2 separate regions of the Gossypium hirsutum genome follow, and region 2 is linked to region 1. Evidence: chromatin contacts called from public Hi-C data. All regions are on one chromosome and are shown on one strand. Each heading gives the region's core, a stretch centred on a gene start, on an enhancer-like site or on the middle of the called end of the contact. The rest is flanking DNA. Distances are from core to core; before and after follow the strand shown. Region 1 holds the start of LOC107935881. Region 2 holds the start of LOC107942574 (katanin p60 ATPase-containing subunit A-like 2).

The links. A called contact is a pair of places that touch in the nucleus more often than the background predicts.
Region 2: a contact with region 1 is called in a Hi-C map of leaf, with 2.3 times the contacts expected there. The contact joins the promoter of LOC107942574 here to the promoter of LOC107935881 in region 1. A contact is called at or near these places in 7 of 34 Hi-C or Micro-C datasets (cotyledon, hypocotyl and leaf).

Annotation. Positions count from the first base shown.
Region 1 is chrA10:3,801,019-3,804,699 of Gossypium_hirsutum_v2.1, reverse strand. It overlaps LOC107935881, which reads left to right and starts at 1,715. Exons shown (of 2, transcript XM_016868510.2): 1 at 1,715-1,991; 2 at 2,300-2,655. The coding sequence starts at 1,730. The coding sequence ends at 2,454. It also overlaps the pseudogene LOC107935895.
Region 2 is chrA10:3,934,187-3,937,867 of Gossypium_hirsutum_v2.1, reverse strand. It overlaps LOC107942574 (katanin p60 ATPase-containing subunit A-like 2), which reads right to left and starts at 1,889. Exons shown (of 11, transcript XM_016876273.2): 1 at 1,625-1,889; 2 at 1,117-1,266; 3 at 964-1,019; 4 at 718-783; 5 at 492-599. The coding sequence starts at 1,663.

The sequences.
Region 1 (3,681 bases), core at 466-2,965:
ATGAAATTCCAAAGGGACATTCGATTATTTTGAGCAAACGAGAAATTGCAACCCAGCACGTTAGGGCACGATTCCGCGAATTTCTAAATATCGAACATCGCCTTCGTTTTAAAGGATTTTTAGAAAACATGACTGATTATAAAATTAACTTAAATCGCATTAATTCGACTCGAAATAAGACGAAACAAGTCATAAAAATTTGGATTTTATAAAACCACATTTCGTAAACTAAGTGGAAAACAATGATATGGGATAATATATGTACGCATAAAAGTATGACAATGGAAGAATGAAGATAATGCAATTTATTTAGTCAACTAACAAGCACTTAAACAACTAAGTATAACTAACTTGAAAATATAATTCAATTTCGATCATGCATAGAGAATAATTAACATGACAATATAAAGCAATGAATAAATAATATGCAACGACAACATACATGTCATAATATAAAATGGTTACTACTAGATGTACAAAACAAAATGCAAACCAAAGAAGCAACATGGTATAAAACTATTTTAAAACAATGATAAGTACATGATACACACTATATGAATTGATGGATTGATAAATTAGAAAACATTTGTAAAGACAAGCTTAATATACACATGCAATCATTAAAAAATGTGTTATAGAATGAATATTTTTTTAAAAAATACATAATGTATAAAGTGTTAAAAATATTGGCTAAAATACACACAATAAAATAAAATTTAAATAACATATGTAGTATATAAAAAAATAGCAAGAATGCATGATAAAATATAATCCTAGGTAATATACACAATAGATTTACAGAACATATATACATAAATAACTTTAAAAACAATTATTTGTAAAAACATAGAAATACATACAAGGTTAAGTTAATTTTATAATAAATTATATAATAGCTTTAAGAATGTGCTTATATATATAAGAAAACTATATGTATAAAACGTATAGATTTAGAAATATATATCTAGATGAAATACAGTCATTAATAAATATATACACACTTATGATAATAATGATTTAAAAGACACATCATGTAGGATTATATAACAAAAATACAAGAATAAATTTAAAAGAAATCATGTACGTAAAATAGTATAAGGTTAATAATATGTACATATAAAATAAAATTAACTTTAATACAAAGTATACATATATATTAATATTTAAACAAAAAGTTATAAAAGGATATTAAAATAGCTTAACGCAAAAAAAAAGAAATTTAAAATGATGACTTTATAAAACAAAACAAAATTATGCATGTACAAATATATATATAGAAAATAAAAGAAATACGAAATATTAACATAAAAAAAAATCTTCAAAACAATTGTACAAATAAGTAATTAAGAATAAAAGTTATAAACTAAAAGGATTTAATTAAAATTAAATTAAAACAAGGGGAAAATTAGGAAATAAAAAAATAATGACGACAGGGACCAATATGCCATGCGTGCAAATGCAAAGGGACTAAAACTGGCAATATGCAAAGGCTCGGATCTAATTGCAAATAAGCGCAAATTACAGGACGAATTAAAAAAACAAAAGAAATACAAAATAGCTAATTGAGATGCAGCGCAAAAGAGGAGGGACCTCTGTTGAAAATATCCCATCAGCAACTAGACACGGGGATCTTGAGCGTGTGCGGGTCGGGTCATCGGGCTGTAGCCTTGAACGCAGTCGTTTTGAGGCCATTAATTTAGCCTAAAACGGTGACGTCTGAAGGGCCCTTATGGTCACCGAAATAAACCCTAAAAGGGTGTGCAGCCATTTTCAAAAAGCAAGAAAGAAAAAAAAAACTAGGGTGCCCCCAACCCTTCGCCGTTTAACAGCCCTTCGAAGGTCTGTTCTCCTGCCTCTCCTTTCGACTCATTCAAGAGTCAATCAAGGCTTCATCGGACCGAAAGACTCGTGTGTCCTGCTCACAAACCCCGAATCGCCACTTGGTTTCGATCGCGGCGAAACAAGTGAGGATTCGAAGGCATCAAACGCAGGTAAGTTTCGTTCCTTTTCTCTTGCTTTTTTTTGACCTTTTTTTGGTGTAAAATGATAAAGAAATCGATTGAAATAAGTAAAAAGAACAGAGGATTAAAAAGAAAAGGAAAATCACCTTCTCTGTTTTTCGATTGATTGCGATTGTCTCTGTGTTTGTAAATGTGCGTGTGTTCATAAAAAGGAACCCATTTACAATCGAAAATCCTAGTCTTTATAGCTGAATGTTCAAAAAATAAAATAAAAAAAAGAATACAATTTTTGTTCTTTATTTGTATTTGCTGCTGTGTTTGCCCCATTTGTTTGCAAGTACGGAGCATGCGTTGGCGCGAGTACGGGGCTGTGCTGGCGCGGGCGTGGTTGCTGGATGGTACGGAGTGTACGGTGCTGGAGGCTTGGCTGTGGCGCAAAGGAGAGAACCCTAGAGTTCTGCCTGTTCTAAAATTTTTGGGCTATTTGGGCTGATGTAATTTTGGGGTTTAATTTGGGGTTATTTGGGTTTTAGGGTCTTGAATTAATTTTGGGCTTTGGACTGTAAAAGGACATTTAATTAATTATTGGTTTTTTGTTTCTTTATTTTGTATTTTGGTTCTGACGTGGACCGGGCAAATTGGCCCGTTTACAATATTATTTTAATATTTAATAATTTTATACATTTTTTATTTATTGAAATTTTTTATATAGTCATCTTCATATTATTTTAATGTTTACATTAGAGTAGTATTATATATTTAGTATAAGTTTATTTTTTTAATGTGTTCTAAATTACATAATATACAAAAATAGTATAATATAAAGTATTATAAACTTAAAAATTGGTCAGGCCGGGCTGGGCTCGAGCCTTGAATGTTCAAGCCCAAGCCCGACTCATATTTTAAACGGGCTTAATTTTTTACTTAAGCCCATTTTTCGGGCATAATATTTTTACCCAAACCCTCCCAAATTTTGAACGAGTCTTCAAGCGTAGAAAAATAGCCCTACCCATGAACCGGACCAATAATCGAATCGATTAAGTCATTAATTCGTCATTCAACTACCTGATACTGGTTTTTAAATTAACTAGTTCAACTACCTGATACTGGTTTTTAAATTAACTAGTTCAATGTTGTTGTCCATATTGATATTTCGATTTATGATAAAATTTAGTTAAAACTTCTTGATGGATGTATCTGTATTATAAATAGCAAGTAAGGAGAATTTTTTAAGAAAATAGTTGAAAAAGCAAAAGAAGAAAGGATAAATGAAAGATGAGGGATGATGACAACATCAATATGGGAAAACGTTATAGAAGGAAGGCTCACACACACACTAAATGAAAACAAATAATAGTGAAGCGCTTTTATGGGGAAGGTAACGGCCACGAGAACTCCTCTGTTCTTCCAATCAAAACTTCTCTGTATTTCTGTTTTGTACCTCTTCACCACTCTCTTCCTTGCTTTTTACCGCTCCGTCTCCCCCACCACTTGCCTCTTCCGATCGTCCCCTTCCGACCCTATTCAATCCCCTCTCTTTTATTACCCTTCTTCCTATGGAGAACACAAGTATGCCATCACCACTCACCGCCATTCTTGTTCCTCCCCTGTTTTTTTCTCTGGTATTTCCTTTGATTTCTTTTTTGTTTAATGCTTCGGTTTTCATGATTTTTTTAGTGATTTTGGGCTAAAGGGTTTTTTTGTTTTGTGATCAGATTAT
Region 2 (3,681 bases), core at 640-3,139, 130 kb before region 1:
AAGTTTGAATCTCTTGGTAATACACTCCGTCCACTTTCAAGAGAACTAACTTAGGTAGGATTTAAGCCCTCCAAAGTCCCACATCTGCTTTTCTTTTCAATCAAGATAAAACAATTAAAAGAATTATTCCTTGTACTTTTGAGAGTACCAGCTTTGGAATCTTACCAACTTGATAACATTGTAATAGAATGGAAGTTGTAGCCCTTTGCAGTTCTATTAAGCTTTACGCTAAATGTAGGATTCACGCACAGAGTGCCTTGAAAATTTTCTTATGAAAAATTTCTACTCAATTGGGCAAACACGTTGCCCACTTTATTCACTTCATATGACAAAATGAAACTTAAATAATGGGAAAACTGCACAATGGTAGGTTTAAATACAACACAGATAACAAAAATTCACAAAATGACAGATTATTATAGACTCAGAAAAAATAATCAAGCAGTCGAGAAAAAACAGATGACTCCTTTTCTAAGAATAAAAACACTTACTTGGGATATTTTATTGGCATAACGACAGCTTCTTTAAGCAAACGTTTAGCGCTCTCTAACCCCTTTATGCTTTCCCACTTAACATCTGGATTTCCTCGAACAATGTCCCTGAAAGGGATGATGTAAGATGATATGAAGTAGACAAAATTTTTAATGTCAAAGAATAAACCACTAGAGCTAAAACTTCATTTCTACCACCAATGAAGTTCCTGGTTTTTATAATTACCTACTCAAACTCTCCCCTAAAGCACGCATTTCTGCAGTTTCAAAAGCAGGAAGAAGAGACTTTTGCCTTGACAAAAGAAACGGAAACATCAAAATCGTCATTTTCTGAAGAACTGGAGAATTATTCTTGATTCTCATTAACCATAAGAATGTTAATCGGAGTTATCAATGTTGAGAAATATACATATTCTAAAGTGTAAATAAACAAATTTATTATGTTGCGAATCAGAGGAAGAAATGAACATACGGTCTTGAATCAAATCCATTAGACACCGCACCATTAGAGTGCACCCCGTTCGCATCCTCAAGACAATACAGAACAATAAAGAAGCAAAACAATTAAGAAATACACAAAAATGCTTCCTTTTTTTTTTACATTTAAAAAGCTAAAAAAATATACCTGTTTTCGGTACTGCTCGTAAATAGCCATTTCAGACGTGTTCTTGACAGAATGGTTTCCATTAGAGGTCACATTCGAATCAGTGCCATTGGAGACGGGCGCATCGGCAGCTTGATCATCTTGTGGCTCAGCTAATCTCTTCCTCCCAAACTTGGCATCGTAGAACATTTTAAAATCCAGTAAATAATCATATTATCACTTCAATAAAATGCTTTGAACTTTACTCTCTCTCTCTCTTTTCCCCTTATTCTTCTCTACATTGCTTCATACAGTTAGATCACGGTTCACAAATTCAAAGAGCATAAAGAAAAGGAAGCAACAACAACAAAAAGAAGTTTATAAAATCCAAAGCAATTTAAGCTAAAGAAATGAGTAAATTTTTATTAAAGAAGAGTAAAGTCAATAGAAGCAAGTCAAATAAACTTCATGCAGTTCAGTTCAGTGAGTTTTCATTGTCAAATTCGTTACTGCAATCAAACAGGAAAAATGAGAGAAAGAGATCGAGTACCAGAAAAGACCAGCGAGAGGGCAAAGGTTCATCGGCCATTGTTGAAGTAAAATTAAAATCTGCGCTTTGGATAATAGCAGAAGAAGAAGAAGAAGAAGAAGAAGAAGAAGAAGAAACGAGTACCAGAAAAGGAGAGATTTACGAAAATTAAATTTTCACTCAGATCTCATATCTTTTGTTGATGTTAAGTATAAACTACCAAAAGACTGGAAGTAGGGTGCAGAAGATCAGTTTACTGAGCACATGCTTTAAAAACTTTGCTCACGAGACAAAATGGGAAAATAAATTAAATAAAATTGAGGGTAAGCTAACATTAGTCACTAAATTATGGGTATGTTCTATTTTTGGTCACTTAATTAAAATAAGTTACAATTTAATCATTAAACATTTCGAAATTGTTGTTCTCACTCCGCTCTGGCAATTTTTTTAGTTGGTATAATAAAATTTTTAGTCCTCAATTTTTATATTTTTTGTCAATTTTTGTCAAGTTGTGGATTTAAATAATATTTTTAGTCCTCAATTTTATATTTTTTGTCAATTTTTGTCAAGTTGTGGATTTAATCCCTATATTTTTATTTAGTCATTTTTAGTCATTATACTTTTCAAAGGTTAAAATTGCAATCCTCACCAAATAGTAACTGTTAAATTCATTAAATAAAATTCTACTATTTCTAAGACATGATGTGCCAGACATGTTATCATGTGTAATACCATGTCGGTTTATTATTTTCACATATTACTCACTAAAAATTCAGTTAATGGACTAACGACTATAATTTGCGATAAGACTAAAATTTCAAAATTTGAAAAGTATAGGGACTTATAATGATCTAATTCTAGAAAATGGATTAAATATATAACTGTATGAATTAAATTTAATCAAACAGATTTAATTACTATTATTCATGTCGAGACTAAATTTTCAAAAATTAAAAAGTATTGGGACTAAAAGTGACCAACTTGAAAAGTACAAAGACTAAAATGATCAACTAAAACTACAAGGACTAAATCTATAACTTTTACAAAGTACATGGACTAATAACAAAACTTAACCTATTTTATATTACATTTCTAACAAATGAATTCTTAAAAAATCACAATACGTTAAAATATAAATTTCCAAATAAAACTTATATTTCTACCCTCCAAGTTATTTTATATCTAAATTCTTCTTCGTACATCATTTTTACAGCTATTTTCATCCATTTAACAGTCTAAGCTACTGTTGATGACTTGAAAAATTAAGTAATTTAACTACTGAATTTAAATTATAAATTTTTTTGATATATTACTTAGAATGAAACATAGATTGATTGATAAATATAAATTTTAAATTATAAAAATAAAATAAAATTCTACATTTTATACTTAAATTTTAAGCATTTCATTTTATTCTATTAATTGAAAATATTACTTATTAAGTAATAAATAGCTCAAATTTTCCTATTATTTTCCAATTTTTTATAGAAAATTTCTATTATATTGTTTTTTATTGAAAATATTAATTTTTTGGATGATGACTCCAAAATTCTAATTCAATCAAATTGCTTAAAATGGAAATTTATTAATACTTCTTCCAATTACTTCTTTAAATTTGTTTCTTATTAATTTAAAAGATACTTTGCTATTATTATTAATCATAAATCCAGTTGAAGTTTACTAACTTATCAAAACTTTGACAAACTTTTTTTAAGATGTTTTTGTTTTTTAGCTCTCAATTTTCATTATAAGTTTTGAACATATCTGTTCTTTTTTACATAATGTTTAAAATTATTAATAGCTCTTTTTTAATCCATAAAGAGGAGGATAATATGCTTCAGCATACTCGAACTATACATCGACCTACATTAACAATAATACACATACTAACTTTTTAGATGAATCATTTATAATCATCTAAACATTAACACTAAATTTTGTATCAACAAAAAAGAAAAAGTTGATCAACTAGATTGGAACAAAACTTTATTTGCTTCACTTTCAAATAGTCTCGAAATAAAATAATTAATTTAAGGTTGAATATAAGATAAAATAAATTTCCAAATTATGACACCACT